Linked DNA regions of Mus musculus: regions 1, 3 and 4 are each linked to region 2. Evidence: chromatin contacts called from public HiChIP or PLAC-seq and promoter capture Hi-C data. All regions are on one chromosome and are shown on one strand. The core of a region is the stretch at or near the end of the contact, and the rest is flanking DNA. Distances in the headings are between cores, read along the strand shown.

What was found. Promoter capture Hi-C pulls out the DNA fragments that hold promoters and counts their contacts. HiChIP or PLAC-seq counts read pairs in DNA pulled down with a chosen protein or histone mark.
Region 1: a promoter capture Hi-C map of stem cell-derived epiblast-like cells shows a contact between it and region 2, with 2.6 times the contacts expected there. The contact joins the promoter of C230057M02Rik here to the promoter of Aprt in region 2. A contact is called at or near these places in 12 of 39 promoter capture datasets (the 3T3-L1 cell line, cranial neural crest, embryonic stem cells and 7 more), 4 of 115 datasets of contacts at active chromatin or transcription factors (embryonic stem cells, epiblast stem cells and pancreatic cancer cells) and 2 of 9 other capture datasets (adipose tissue and pancreatic islet).
Region 3: a contact with region 2 is called in an HNF4G HiChIP or PLAC-seq map of pancreatic cancer cells. The contact joins the enhancer-like site here to the promoter of Aprt in region 2. A contact is called at or near these places in 7 of 39 promoter capture datasets (cranial neural crest, erythroid cells, hematopoietic stem and progenitor cells and 3 more), 1 of 484 Hi-C or Micro-C datasets (nephron progenitors), 14 of 115 datasets of contacts at active chromatin or transcription factors (the SCID.adh cell line, acute myeloid leukemia, cardiomyocytes and 10 more) and 4 of 9 other capture datasets (adipose tissue, embryonic stem cells, liver and 1 more).
Region 4: a contact with region 2 is called in an H3K4me3 HiChIP or PLAC-seq map of bone marrow-derived macrophages, with 5 times the contacts expected there. The contact joins the enhancer-like site here to the promoter of Aprt in region 2. A contact is called at or near these places in 16 of 39 promoter capture datasets (the 3T3-L1 cell line, the C10 cell line, HPC-7-derived erythroid cells and 10 more), 3 of 15 datasets of contacts at CTCF or cohesin (embryonic stem cells, large pre-B cells and pro-B cells), 3 of 484 Hi-C or Micro-C datasets (nephron progenitors and uterus), 35 of 115 datasets of contacts at active chromatin or transcription factors (the 230-238 cell line, the NIH/3T3 cell line, the SCID.adh cell line and 26 more) and 4 of 9 other capture datasets (adipose tissue, embryonic stem cells, liver and 1 more).

What each region holds. Positions count from the first base shown.
Region 1 is chr8:122,751,307-122,754,311 of GRCm38.p6, forward strand. It overlaps C230057M02Rik (a long non-coding RNA gene), which reads right to left and starts at 1,344. Exons shown (of 4, transcript XR_001778694.1): 1 at 808-1,344.
Region 2 is chr8:122,575,282-122,578,293 of GRCm38.p6, forward strand. It overlaps Aprt (adenine phosphoribosyl transferase), which reads right to left and starts at 1,626. Exons shown (of 5, transcript NM_009698.2): 1 at 1,472-1,626; 2 at 1,234-1,340; 3 at 121-254. The coding sequence starts at 1,551. Galns (galactosamine (N-acetyl)-6-sulfate sulfatase) reads right to left here. Exons shown (of 14, transcript NM_016722.4): 14 at 2,956-3,012.
Region 3 is chr8:122,798,149-122,801,040 of GRCm38.p6, forward strand. The region is part of intron 6 of Acsf3 (acyl-CoA synthetase family member 3); the gene reads left to right. Among named protein-coding and RNA genes, the nearest start is that of Gm35466, 24 kb to the right of the region's middle. Within about 2 kb of position 1,408, at least 2 of the 459 cell types and tissues checked have an H3K27ac peak or open chromatin away from gene starts, as enhancers often do. A contact at or near this core is called in pancreatic cancer cells, where this site is marked.
Region 4 is chr8:122,829,313-122,832,257 of GRCm38.p6, forward strand. The region is part of intron 1 of Gm35466 (a long non-coding RNA gene); the gene reads left to right. Among named protein-coding and RNA genes, the nearest start is that of Gm35466, 7.4 kb to the left of the region's middle. Within about 2 kb of position 1,274, at least 33 of the 459 cell types and tissues checked have an H3K27ac peak or open chromatin away from gene starts, as enhancers often do. A contact at or near this core is called in the SCID.adh cell line, T-cell acute lymphoblastic leukemia, bone marrow-derived macrophages and 1 more, where this site is marked.

The DNA of each region.
Region 1 (3,005 bases), core at 94-2,593, 180 kb after region 2:
GTGCCCATAGCTTTGCCTGCCCTACACTGGCCACCTGGGACCACCCATGCCATACCAGATGGAATGTCCCCATCCCTCAGCCCCACCCTCTTTGACTAGCCTATGACCACTAGGAAGGGAGTGAGCTTTGTCCTTGGAGCTGTTAGGAAATACCCAGCCACACGCTCCTCCCCTCCAGAGCCCACCCCACCCGTGCCCTCAGCAGCTGGCTCCTTGGCACTGGCACCCGGATCCCTTTGACAGCATTTGGCTCCAGTCCCATTGATCTGCACACAGGCACCGAGGTGCCAAGCCTGGCTGTGGGTAAGGATGGGGGGCTCTGAGAAAACTGAGAGAGTGCGGTGCTGGATGCTCCAGGACCTTCCAGCCCAGCCCCAGCCCACCCTAACCCACCTTCAAAAAGGAAACAGATCTGTCCCTTCATGGTCAGGGGACCTGGTGTGATCAGTGCAGAGAGGGCCATCCCTGGGAGGACGGACATCAGCGGAGATGATGCAGCCACGGGACCACCATGGGACGCGGCTGCTGTATTCACAATTCCAGATGGTCCACTCAGGCCAACCCACCCCACATCTTTAGAATACCAGCGAAGCACACATAAGCAAGCAGCGGGCACCAAGACATATTAAGGGGCCCAGAGGTTACCCAGAGATGCTCTGGACACTAGGCAGACAGACTCCCTCAGAACTGGCCCTCGGAAAGCTTTCTTGACACAGTACCCGCACCCATATCTGACGTGGCCCCCACAGGTACCCCAAACACAGATACCAGCTGCCTATACTTTAGCGAGCCCCACCCCATCCTTACCTGTTCCGTGCTGGCCTTGGCTACATCCGCCCGCTCCCAGGCTGCCCTCTGTGCCGCATCGCTGCCAACTGTCTTCTGCCTCCTAACATGGGTTGCCAGAGATCTGCCGTGGGTTTTGTTCGTGGGGTCTGGCCTCGTGCAGCCGCTGGCGCTCGAGATGGCAAGCGTCCATCTTTCTCCACACCCGTCCCTCACCTCTGCAGCCTTCTTGTGCCTCCCGTGTCCCCACAGTGCCCGCTCTGAGGGACTTGGCACCGACAGAACCCGGCCCGCCTCTGCAGCTGAGGAAAGCCATGCTTCTTTTTTTTTTCTGTATTTTAAACACACACCACACACACACACTCACACACACACACATGCCAAGCCCCCCCACCCCCACAACTCGCTTCCCTTCTGTCAGGAACAGACCCAGCCAAGAAAGCCCCTCGCAGGCGGGGGCAGAGCGGAGGGGCTTCGCATAACTGGTGTAAACCCAGCCCCATGGTTCCGTCCCTTCCTGGCCCCAACGCGCTGCCTCTTACGTAAAACCACCAGGAAGGAATCAAAAGAAAACGCAAATCCGTGTCACATTTTGGAGCCTCCTGATTGGGTACACCTTGTAACTGGCTTGGTCTTTCCAAGCATGCTCTGGTGTCAGCTGTCCCGAACCTTGCCTAGCCGGTCATCTTCTTCATCATTGTTTCATAGCGCCGGACACCCCAAATGGACCGTGCTGCGATGACCGCATCCAGCCCCTGGTGCCCATTCCTAGAAGGATATTGATTTTTGAAACCAATTCTGGAGCCCACGCTAAGGAGTCGGACGTGGCCTGCTTGCTGGCCAAGTGTCCTGTTGCCTCAGCACAGAGATTAATGGGTATTTTGGTTGCACCTTCAAGTCCTGATCTAAGTAAGTCTGGAGAGGCCAGAAGAGGTCCCCAAAGGACATGAGAGCCAAGACCAGCCCAAGGTTGAGAGCAGAAGATAGGAAAAGAGGAAGGTGGTTAGACTCCAGCTGGCTACCTCAGGGCAGCGAGGCCTTCTCTTGGGGCCATTTGCCTTCTCTGTGGTATTTCTTCTCTGGTTTGAGCCTGGAATTGGGACCAGTCCTAAGAGATGCTCCCTTTGAGAGGGGATAGAGGAAAGGAAAGACCTGGACTCTGTCCCTCCTGAACGAGTACCCACCCACGACTCCCCCACTCTCACCTTTACCCACACTCACCAGCTCTCCTGTGAGGTGAGAACAAAGGCAGGAAGGATGCACACAGGACCAGGCCATGTCAGCTGTGTGAGGCCAGCCTACAAACAGCCCTTCCCCTTGGTCTACTCCACTGTCTTCTCCAAGCCTTAGCCATCTTGGGGATGCATGTCTGTTTGACCAGGCTGTGTCTTTCACTTTAGACCAGGCTGTACCTGTTTTTTCTGGCCTTTTGCATTTTCGGGCATTATGTCGTTAGGGTTTGGGGGGACAATTCCCCCTTTCCAGCCATGTACTTTATTCTGGAGTAATTGACCTAACCTTCGCTTCAAACACCCTTGAAACACCCCAAAAATAAAGATCAGGAGCCATCCCCTCCTGGTTCACACCCACACCCCAAGTCTAAGTCCAGCAAAGGTGCTCTAATTCAAATAGGTACCAATGTCCAATATTCCCATGTGTGCCTGCAAGTTCCCCAAGCCCCTCAGCTTCCTGGAGTTCTCCCTGTCCTGTGACAGTGGTGTAGTCAGGATCTCCCCTCCATAGCTGGGCAGCCTAGAGAGTATGCAGTCTGTCCACCAGCAAGAATGCTGTGTACATTCAGAGCTAAATGGGAAAGGCATCCCCATGACCTCCTACCTTGCTTTATGGTATTGGCAGTTCCTGTTCCTTTGAATAGCACAGAAACTAAGCAGCCGCTGGAGTTGAACCTGTAAACCAAAGAGCCACTGTAACTGAACGTACCTGTCCTGGGCAGGGTTGGGGGCCCCGCTGTTGAAGCGGAACACCAGATATTTAAGGAGACCTAGACTGAGTTTGCTGAGGTGGTGGCATATGTCACCTCAAGAGAGCCTATGTATGAGGGGCTAAGACACAGAGTGGGGTTCACCCTGCTTCAACCATCTCCTGGAGGCTGGATCAAAGGTGTCAGCCCTGAACCTGGGCCTCAGGAGATAGAGGGAAGGCTGGCTTACTGTCTAAGGAAAAAGGGTCCAGACCTCAAGGTATCACCTACGGGGGGC
Region 2 (3,012 bases), core at 376-2,875:
GCGTTTCTGGGTGGTGTAAACCTGACCCAATGTCTCAACCTCTCTGAGCACCCACATTTACTCCTAGACACTGGTAGCCGTGATAAGACCCTGCCCTTCCTCTACACACAGCTCGCTTACCTTCCCATACTCCAGAGAATAGGAGGCTGACACAGTGGGGCCCGGCAGCTTCCCCTGTTTCCGGATGAGCACACAGCCCACGCCCAGCTCCTGAGCTAGGGAAGGGCCAAACAGGAAGCCCCTGGAGTCTAGACCTGTTAGGGTAAGGAGGGAAGGTTGTGGGATGGAGCTGAGGGGCATGGGAATCTAGAGGCCAAGTATGGGCGAGGTCAACACTTGCTAGGAACACTAGGTCTTGCTGACTACGGCTAGAAGAACGTTGATGGCTACTGGGTAGCCATCAACTCATCATCTCAGCCTTGGGGATCCTACCTGCCTTCTGAACAGCTCAGGGCCACCTATGGTGGCTCTTGCCACCTTTCAAATGCAGCATCTAGCTGTCGTGGGAAGGATACATACATGCCCTAATTTCTGGAGCATGGCCAGGGGTACCAATAGGAAGTGAAGTGGGCAAAAGTCTGTGGTCCCTGAGCACTTACCAGGGCCACTCTGTTCTCTGGGGTGCCCACCCTCCCTCTGGACACTCCTGGTGGACATTCAGCTGTCCTAGGGTGTTTCTGAAGCTCAGGCATGGAGCCAGGTAGACAGCAGTTGTTTAACACAAGCTTGTGTGAGGGAACAAGAGAAAGATGCCCCGGTGTAGTCCTGGGGAGAAACAGCCCCTGAAGCTACCAGGCTTGAGGTCTGCCCAGGCACGCCACGCCCAACCAAGGTTACCTAATTTTTAGTATCTAGTTCATCCCAGAGGCTACCCCTAAGCAAGGATGTCCGTCATCTGGAGGTTCCAGGGTCTCCCAGCCTGCTGTCAGGATGCTGGCCAGCTTTGTGCCCTAAAAGAGGGAGGCCTGGTTCTGGACACAAGGACAGAGCAGAGTTCGTCTCTAGGAACAAGCACCGAGGGCAGATGCCTTAGGGTACCTAGCAGGGAAGGGAGACTCCTACATAGTTCATCCAGGGTGAACAAGCGTCCAAGGCAGTGAGGAACCAAGGAGGAAGTGTCAGAGGTTGAAGAAAGAATGGATGGGTGTGGGGCAGACTGTGGGTGACACGAGGGGGAAAGGGGATAGGGGCTAGGACCGTGGGGGACGAGCACGGCCTAGCAAGGCCACTCGCCTGCGATGTAGTCGATCTTGCCGCTGTGCGTGGACTTCAGGTGACTGGCCAAGAGGCGGATGGAAGCTCGGAAGGAGTCCGGGTCTTTCAAGAGGGGCGAGATATCCCTGGGAACAAGGACAGGAGAGTGACCCGCGTGTGGCCGGGCAGAGGCCCCGCAAGATCCCCGAGGCTGCCTACGCGCCTGCGCCGGGGGATGAGCGTACAGCGCCAACGCCTCGCCGGCTCGTGACCGCACCTGAACAGCACGCCCGGGATTGGGAAGTCGGGGAAGCTGCGGATGCGCCGCGCCACCAGTTTCAACTCAGGTTCCGACATGGCCGCGTGCGTGTAGGAGGCAGGGAGGAGGTAGGTATCAGCACGCTAAACTCACGTCAATCCCGGGGGGAACAAGGGCGGAGCGTCCTCGATGGGCGGGGCTTCTGGGTGCGGGTTGGTCTAGCACGAGGGGCGGGACAGGCTGAGAGGCGGGGCCTCTGCGAGGTGTGTGTGGGGCCTGAGTCAGGGGTTAGATTTCTTGAGCTGCCTAAACACAAGCATCCCTACCTCAAAGATATATGGGTGGAAAGGGGATGTGCGATGTCCATCCTTTTTTGGTTTTGCCCCACACACGCTTTTTCAGTCCTGCTTTTCCAGGGGCTAGTCTTCTGGACCTGGGGGAGCAGGGACGGGTCTTGCCCAGGTCCGCTGGAGTGGTTTGGCCTTGCGTTCCTTCCCTCGCGCATAGTACAAGGGGCCTGAGATTCAGCCCCTGCTTTCCTGGAATTAGCCCGGAAGGGAGCTGATGGATAGTCTTAGGTCCAGAGGTGGGAGTGCACTGTGTGTGGGCTAGAGCGCAGGGGAAAGCAGGGTAGCAGGGCGGGTAAGGAATGCCTTCTCTGAGACCACAGACACTCCTGTGCATTGCAACAGAATGTGCCCTCCTCGTTTTGGGGTGGGGACCAGAAGGTCCTGATAGCCAGAGACAGAACTGGGGTTCTACCTTCCCAGCACAGTACCTGGGTCTATAGGTAGTGGTGTGGAAGACTGTCCTCTGAGTATAATGGCCATTATCATCTTCAGTGCAGTTGCAATTACTCAAAAGATATCCTCCAAATTGGCCCATGCTCCATCAAAGGAGAGGGTGTGGGGAGGGTCCAATGGATTCTAAACATTCCTTCTTGGACCTTCCTGTGAGCCCGTGAGCTGCATTCTTCCATTTGATGTGGTCTCTGGAGGCACTAGAATACACACACACACACACACACACACACACACACACTCACATGGAGGAAGGTTAACTAAAGGGAAGCTCCGTTATGAATCTATTAGGAACTTGTCATCTATGCTGGGCCGAGACTTTTCCGTTTGGTTGATGCAGCTGCTCTGGGGGTCATTCATGTTCTTGTAGGCAGTGAACTCATTGGACACGATGGTTACTTTAGGCTCTCACTGGAATCGTATCTGGGGCATCTGTTTCTGAATCCCCAGGGAAAGCTCATGCAACAGGTACGTGGAGATCTAACACACAGTCTCCCATCATAATCTCGATTTTAAAGACCAGGATATGCCGGGCGGTGGTGGCGCACGCCTTTAATCCCAGCACTTGGGAGGCAGAGGCAGGTGGATCTCTGAGTTCAAGGCCAGCCTGGTCTACAAAGTAAGTTCCAGGACAGCCAGGACTACACAGAGAAACCCTGCCTTGAAAAAAATAAAAACAAACAAACAAACAAAAGACCAGGATAGGTGGTCTCATGATGGCGCACGCCTTTAATCCCAGCACTCCCAAGAGAGGCAGGC
Region 3 (2,892 bases), core at 158-2,657, 220 kb after region 2:
CATCCATGTTTCAAAACCCAGGTTACCATGGCAGATGAGCCATGATTCAGAAATGCAGCCTGCTGAGACTGGGGGAGAGGCAGACGTGTGTCTCAGTGTTAATAAGCTGGTGTGCTTCTAGTTCATGCCACTGGCCTGGGAATATGTATTCTTATTGTATGGAAGCTGAGATTAAGATTCATGGTGAGGCCCTGGTTAAAGATCCTCAGGCCTGCTGCCTGCCCACTGTATGAGCCAGGCAGCAATTTGCTGTGTGGGGCAGGGGGTCTTCAGGTGTCATTGTATAGCTGGCTGTGGAAGGAGCTTGGCTTCACCATGTTTGACTTCTCACTAGATCCTAAAGTCACACGTGGTAAGGTTACACTGACTGGCTTTCTAGCCACAGGAAGAATGCAGTGCTCCTGCCTAGAGCCAAGCCTTCTGTTACTGAGTTAGCTGTACGTGTTATTCTGTTCCAGTTGGATAGGACCCGTGCAGTGAGTATCATACAGGTGATGTTTACTGCCAAGCTGGGCTGCTCTGAGATGTTAGAACTCAGCAGGGTCCCTAGGGGGGTATCTGAGAGGGAAGGTGGGGTGCGGTAAAGTAGCTGCACACTGATCGATGTCAGGGATGGCACCAACACAGCTGGTGACTAGTCAGATGGCATTACTGGGATGTGAGGATTCCTGGGTGGGCAAGAGGCCTGAAATGACTGTGCTGTGGGGTTACTGCATCTGTAGAGTCCATCGACAGCAACCAGAGCCTTGACCATGGAGAGAGGTTCCTTCCAGCCCCCAGCCCTGCGCTCCATTAAAGTCCTGCTTCCTCCCAGACATCAGGTGGTAGAACCCTGGGGAGTCACACTAGAATCAAAGCCCTAACACAGCCAGATGTGATGTGTGTTCCTTTTTTGCTGCAAAGAGATGTTCCATGAGGTGGGCGTTCACTAATTGCTATTTATGAGACATTTGTTTTGCGTGGTGATTTGAGTCTGAGGTGTCTTCAGAAGGATCTGTTGGGGGGGGATGGATGACAGCGGATGGGCTTTAGAAAGTTTGTAGACCCTGAGGCCTCTGATCACATCAGTAGAACCAGCCCCTGATGGAATCTTGGCAGGATGGCATTCTGGGAGATAGAGCCAGTTTGGGGGGAACGAGTCACGAAGGGGGAGCTCTCCCAGCTCCTCCCCTCTGCTTCCTGCTCACCATAAGGTGGACAGCCCCGCTCCACTCAGCTCCCACTGGGACGGACGCCTCATCACAGGTCCAGAAGTGAGGAGCAAGGTGACCCTGGACCACGAAGCCTCGGGAACCACGAGGCAGAACAACTCCTTTGTCCTTTAGTTGTCCTCTTAGAAGCTTGTCACAGCCATGAAAAACTGACCAACACGAGGTGTTTCCAGACTTGGGTCTTGATGAGTCATTTTGATACATATTGATTTGAGGTTTTCTTCTGCAACTAAGGATCTCTGTCTCTAAGGTCAGTGCATGGGAGGAGCCTGCTGTTATGATGCAGCATATTTGAGAACTGCTCAAATGGTTCCTGGAGGGGACGGGCTGCTTCACGTGCCACCATCAACAGGTTCTGTTCCGTGTTTGGAATCTGCAGTTTTGCAATGTTAGGGGTCAAATCCAGGACCCACACCTACTCAGCAAATGCTCCACCGCTGGGCTATTGCTCCCCACAATCCTGCACATGCTAGGTTTTTATATGTGTACGGGGGTGCACATGCCATGGCATGCATGTGGAGACCAGAGGAACTCCTCAGTTGTTGTTCCTTGTCTCCATCTTGCAGGACTTTTTGTTCACTGGCATTTATAGCAAGATAGCTGGCCCTTAAGCCTGCAAGAATCCTCCTGCCCTCAACTCTCATCTTGCTGCATGCTTACATTACAGATACACATAACCACATGCTTGCATTACAGATACACATAACCACATGCTTGCATTACAGATACACATAACCACATGCTTCCATTACAGATACACACAACCACATGCTTGCATTACAGATACACACAACCACATGCTTGCATTACAGATACACATAACCACATGCTTGCATTACAGATACACACAACCACATGCTTGCATTACAGATACACATAACCACATGCTTACATTACAGATACACATAACCACATGCTTGCATTACAGATACACATAACCACAAGCTTGCATTACAGATACACATAACCACATGCTTGCATTACAGATACACATAACCACAAGCTTGCATTACAGATACACATAACCACATGCTTGCATTACAGATACACACAACCACATGCTTGCATTACAGATACACATAACCACATGCTTGCATTACAGATACACATAACCACATGCTTACATTACAGATACACATAACCACATGCTTGCATTACAGATACACATAACCACAAGCTTGCATTACAGATACACATAACCACATGCTTGCATTACAGATACACACAACCACATGCTTGCATTACAGATACACATAACCACATGCTTGCATTACAGATACACATAACCACATGCTTACATTACAGATACACATAACCACATGCTTGCATTACAGATACACATAACCACAAGCTTGCATGACAGATACACATAACCACATGCTTGCATTACAGATACACACAACCACATGCTTGCATTACAGATACACATAACCACATGCTTGCATTACAGATACACATAACCACATGCTTACATTACAGATACACATAACCACATGCTTGCATTACAGATACACATAACCACATGCTTGCATTACAGATACACACAACCACATGCTTGCATTACAGATACACATAACCACATGCTTACATTACAGATACACATAACCACATGCTTGCATTACAGATACACATAACCACATGCTTGCATTACAGATACACACAACCACATGCTTGCATTACA
Region 4 (2,945 bases), core at 24-2,523, 250 kb after region 2:
TGAGGGGATGAAGGACAGAGTGGCTATAAGGGAGGGAAGGCCCTGGAGTGAGGATAGTGGGCAGGCACTCCAAGTTGAAATGGCCCCACCACTACACAGCTGTGCATCAGTGAGACCTGTAGTTCGCTGGGGAGGGGCTTTTGTGAAGTGAGGCAGGCCCCCTCTGCTAAGGGCCAGACTCACAGCCCCTGGCTCTGCTTGCTGGGAAGAAGCCACCCACCTCCCATCTGCCTTTCTGGATCTGGTCTAAGATGACTCACCTGTCCCCAGGGAGGCTGACCTGGTTTCTCACCCAAGCTCAGCTCCCACAGGCCACAGCTGGAAGGGGTGGAGATGAAGAGGCAGCCGCCTCTCCTGGTGATCACTTTCCCATGAAACACAGCCTGGAGGTCCAAAGGAAAAACACCATAAAACTATGTCCCGAGGGGCAGTGGTAGTGCACACCTTTAGTCTCAGCACTTGGGAGGCAGAGGCAGGTGGATTTCTGAGTTGGAGGCCAGCCTGGTCTACAGAGTGAGTTCCAGGACAGCCAGGGCTACACAGAGGAACCCTGTCTCGAAAAACAAACAAACAAACAAACAAACAAAACTATGTCCCTTAGCCAAGTGGTAGTGGCACACACCTTTAGTCCAACCACCCAGAAGCAGAGGCAGGAGGATCTCTGTGAATTTGAGGCCAACCTGGTCTACAGAGAGCATTCCAGGACAGCCAGGGCTACACAGGGAAAGTGTGCCACCCCCGCCACCCCAACAAAACAAAACAAAAACCTGTGTCTCTTTGGAGGCTAACCCTGCTCACCAGACACCTCTGACCTGGCTCATGGTTTGTTTGCTTGCCTGTACTGGCTTCCAGATCTCTCATTCTCTCTCTCTCTCTCTCTCTCTCTCTCTCTCTCTCTCTTTCTCTCTCTCTCTCTCTCTCCCTCTCTCTCTCTCTCTCTCTCTCTCTCACACACACACACACACACACACACACACACACCCTGCCACATTACAGTTAGATCACAGTAAGACAGGGGACTGACCTACACGGCCAGGTTACCTGTGTCAGAAGAAAGACTCTGGACTGGAGCTGATGGAGCAGGAAGATCAGGTTAGGCAGATCCATAAGCAAGGGCCACAGGGCAGATGTGGGGCCTCCGTGCCTGAAACTTAGGGGGGCAAGTGTGACTCAGGTGGAGACAGCACATGAAAGAGCCCATCCCCAACCGCTCAGCCCTGGTCTAATGACAGGGGAAGCCACAGGACCAGATACTTCCTCTACTGTGTCCCTGGAGCCACACTGCCCCCTGCTGCTGCTAGTGGGCATGGCAGGAACCTCTGAGTTGAGGCTGTCTCCTGAGCAGATACTGAGTGAAGAAGCCAGTTATAATTTGTGGACTTTTCTGGCCCCAGCTAGGGCACACGGGAAGCCAAGCAAGCTCAAGGCTGGGCTCTGACTGCATAGGTGCCCCATCTGGTGGGAGGGCTTATTCAGCCGGTACCAGAGCTGGGGAGACGGTGATTATACGCAAAGCCAGAGGTTTGGAGCTCCGAAGCCAACATCCCAGCAACCTGTCCTAGCCCCTGTGGCACTGGGACTGGCAGCCCTCGGGGACACAGGAGCCTGCAGGGGTAGCAGCAGCCAGTCTACTGGTTCCTGCCTGTTCCACCCAGCCTCTCTGTGTGTAGATCTGAAATGTTCCACACTTTTTTTTCCTGCTGGTGAACCCAGGGTCTCATGTGCACTGGGCTAGTCTTCTCTACCACTGACAAGGCCCCAGCCCTTTGTTAGTTTAATTTGACACAGTATCTAAGTTGCCCAGGCTAGTAATCCTCCTGTCTCTGCCTCTTGAGTAGCTTCCTATACGACCCCTTCAGACCCAGTGCATTTTTAATTAATTGGTTAATTATATTGGGGAAGGGATGAGACAAGGTCTCACTGTGTAGCCCAGGCTGGCCTTCTCCAGGATGGCCCTCGTGGCTATTCTGTTCTTCCTTTCCTTCCTCCCGCCCTTCCCATGCTTGTCCCCATACCTCCCCCCTTTACAGGAACATGGACTTATATAGAAGATTTATAGGGGAATAACTCGAGTGAGATTTGTCTGTGGTGTAGAGCATAAAGGAGATAAAACTGGGTTCTCCCCAAGGGAGACACATGTGGCAGAGCACAGTGTCTAACTGCCCAGACTCGTCCTAGCTCACCTGGACTGAAACTGCTGACCCTTCTCACTGCCTGCCTGGGAAGCCACTGTGGACCTCGGAGCCCAGGACAGGGAGGGTCACACGGTATTCCTAGGGGGCACACACCTGGGGTTGCCACAGGAGCCAGCATGGCACCAAAGAGGCAGGAACCAATCACAGAAGCAGGATACCAACAGGCCAAGCCCTAGAAAGGTGGCCCTACCAGGGCCAGGCTGATGGGGAGAGAGTCTTCAGATGCCACCGTGGAGGGACTCCACTTTGATGCCAGCCACCCCACGGCTATTGATGGGTCTGAATGCAGGTGCTGGGCTTGTCACTCTAAAGGCCAGCCACAGGCATGCAGGCAAAACACCCATTCAGATAAAATCAATGGATAGAGTATTTTAAGGTTGAGGTTGGCCCACTGCAGAGGTGTTTCTGCACCTGGTGCCCTCTGGTCGGCTGGAAGAAGCCAGAGTGGGCGTTCCCTCAATTCCTTCTGGCAGTTCTTGACAGGAGTAGGGGTGATGAAAAAACTCCAAAGAATGGGCAATGCTGGCACATGCCTTTAGTACCAGCACTCAGGAGGCAAAAGCGGGTGGATCTCTGTGAGTTCAAGGCCAGCCTGGTCTACAGAGTGAGTTCCAGAACAGCGCAAGACTATCCAGAGAAACTCTGTCTTGGGGGAGAAAAAAAAAAAAAGACTCCAAAGAAAAGTAACCAGTTTATCTCTCTGCCAGAGGTGTCCTCGGATCTCTTGACAGCCTCATTCTTGCCAGAGGC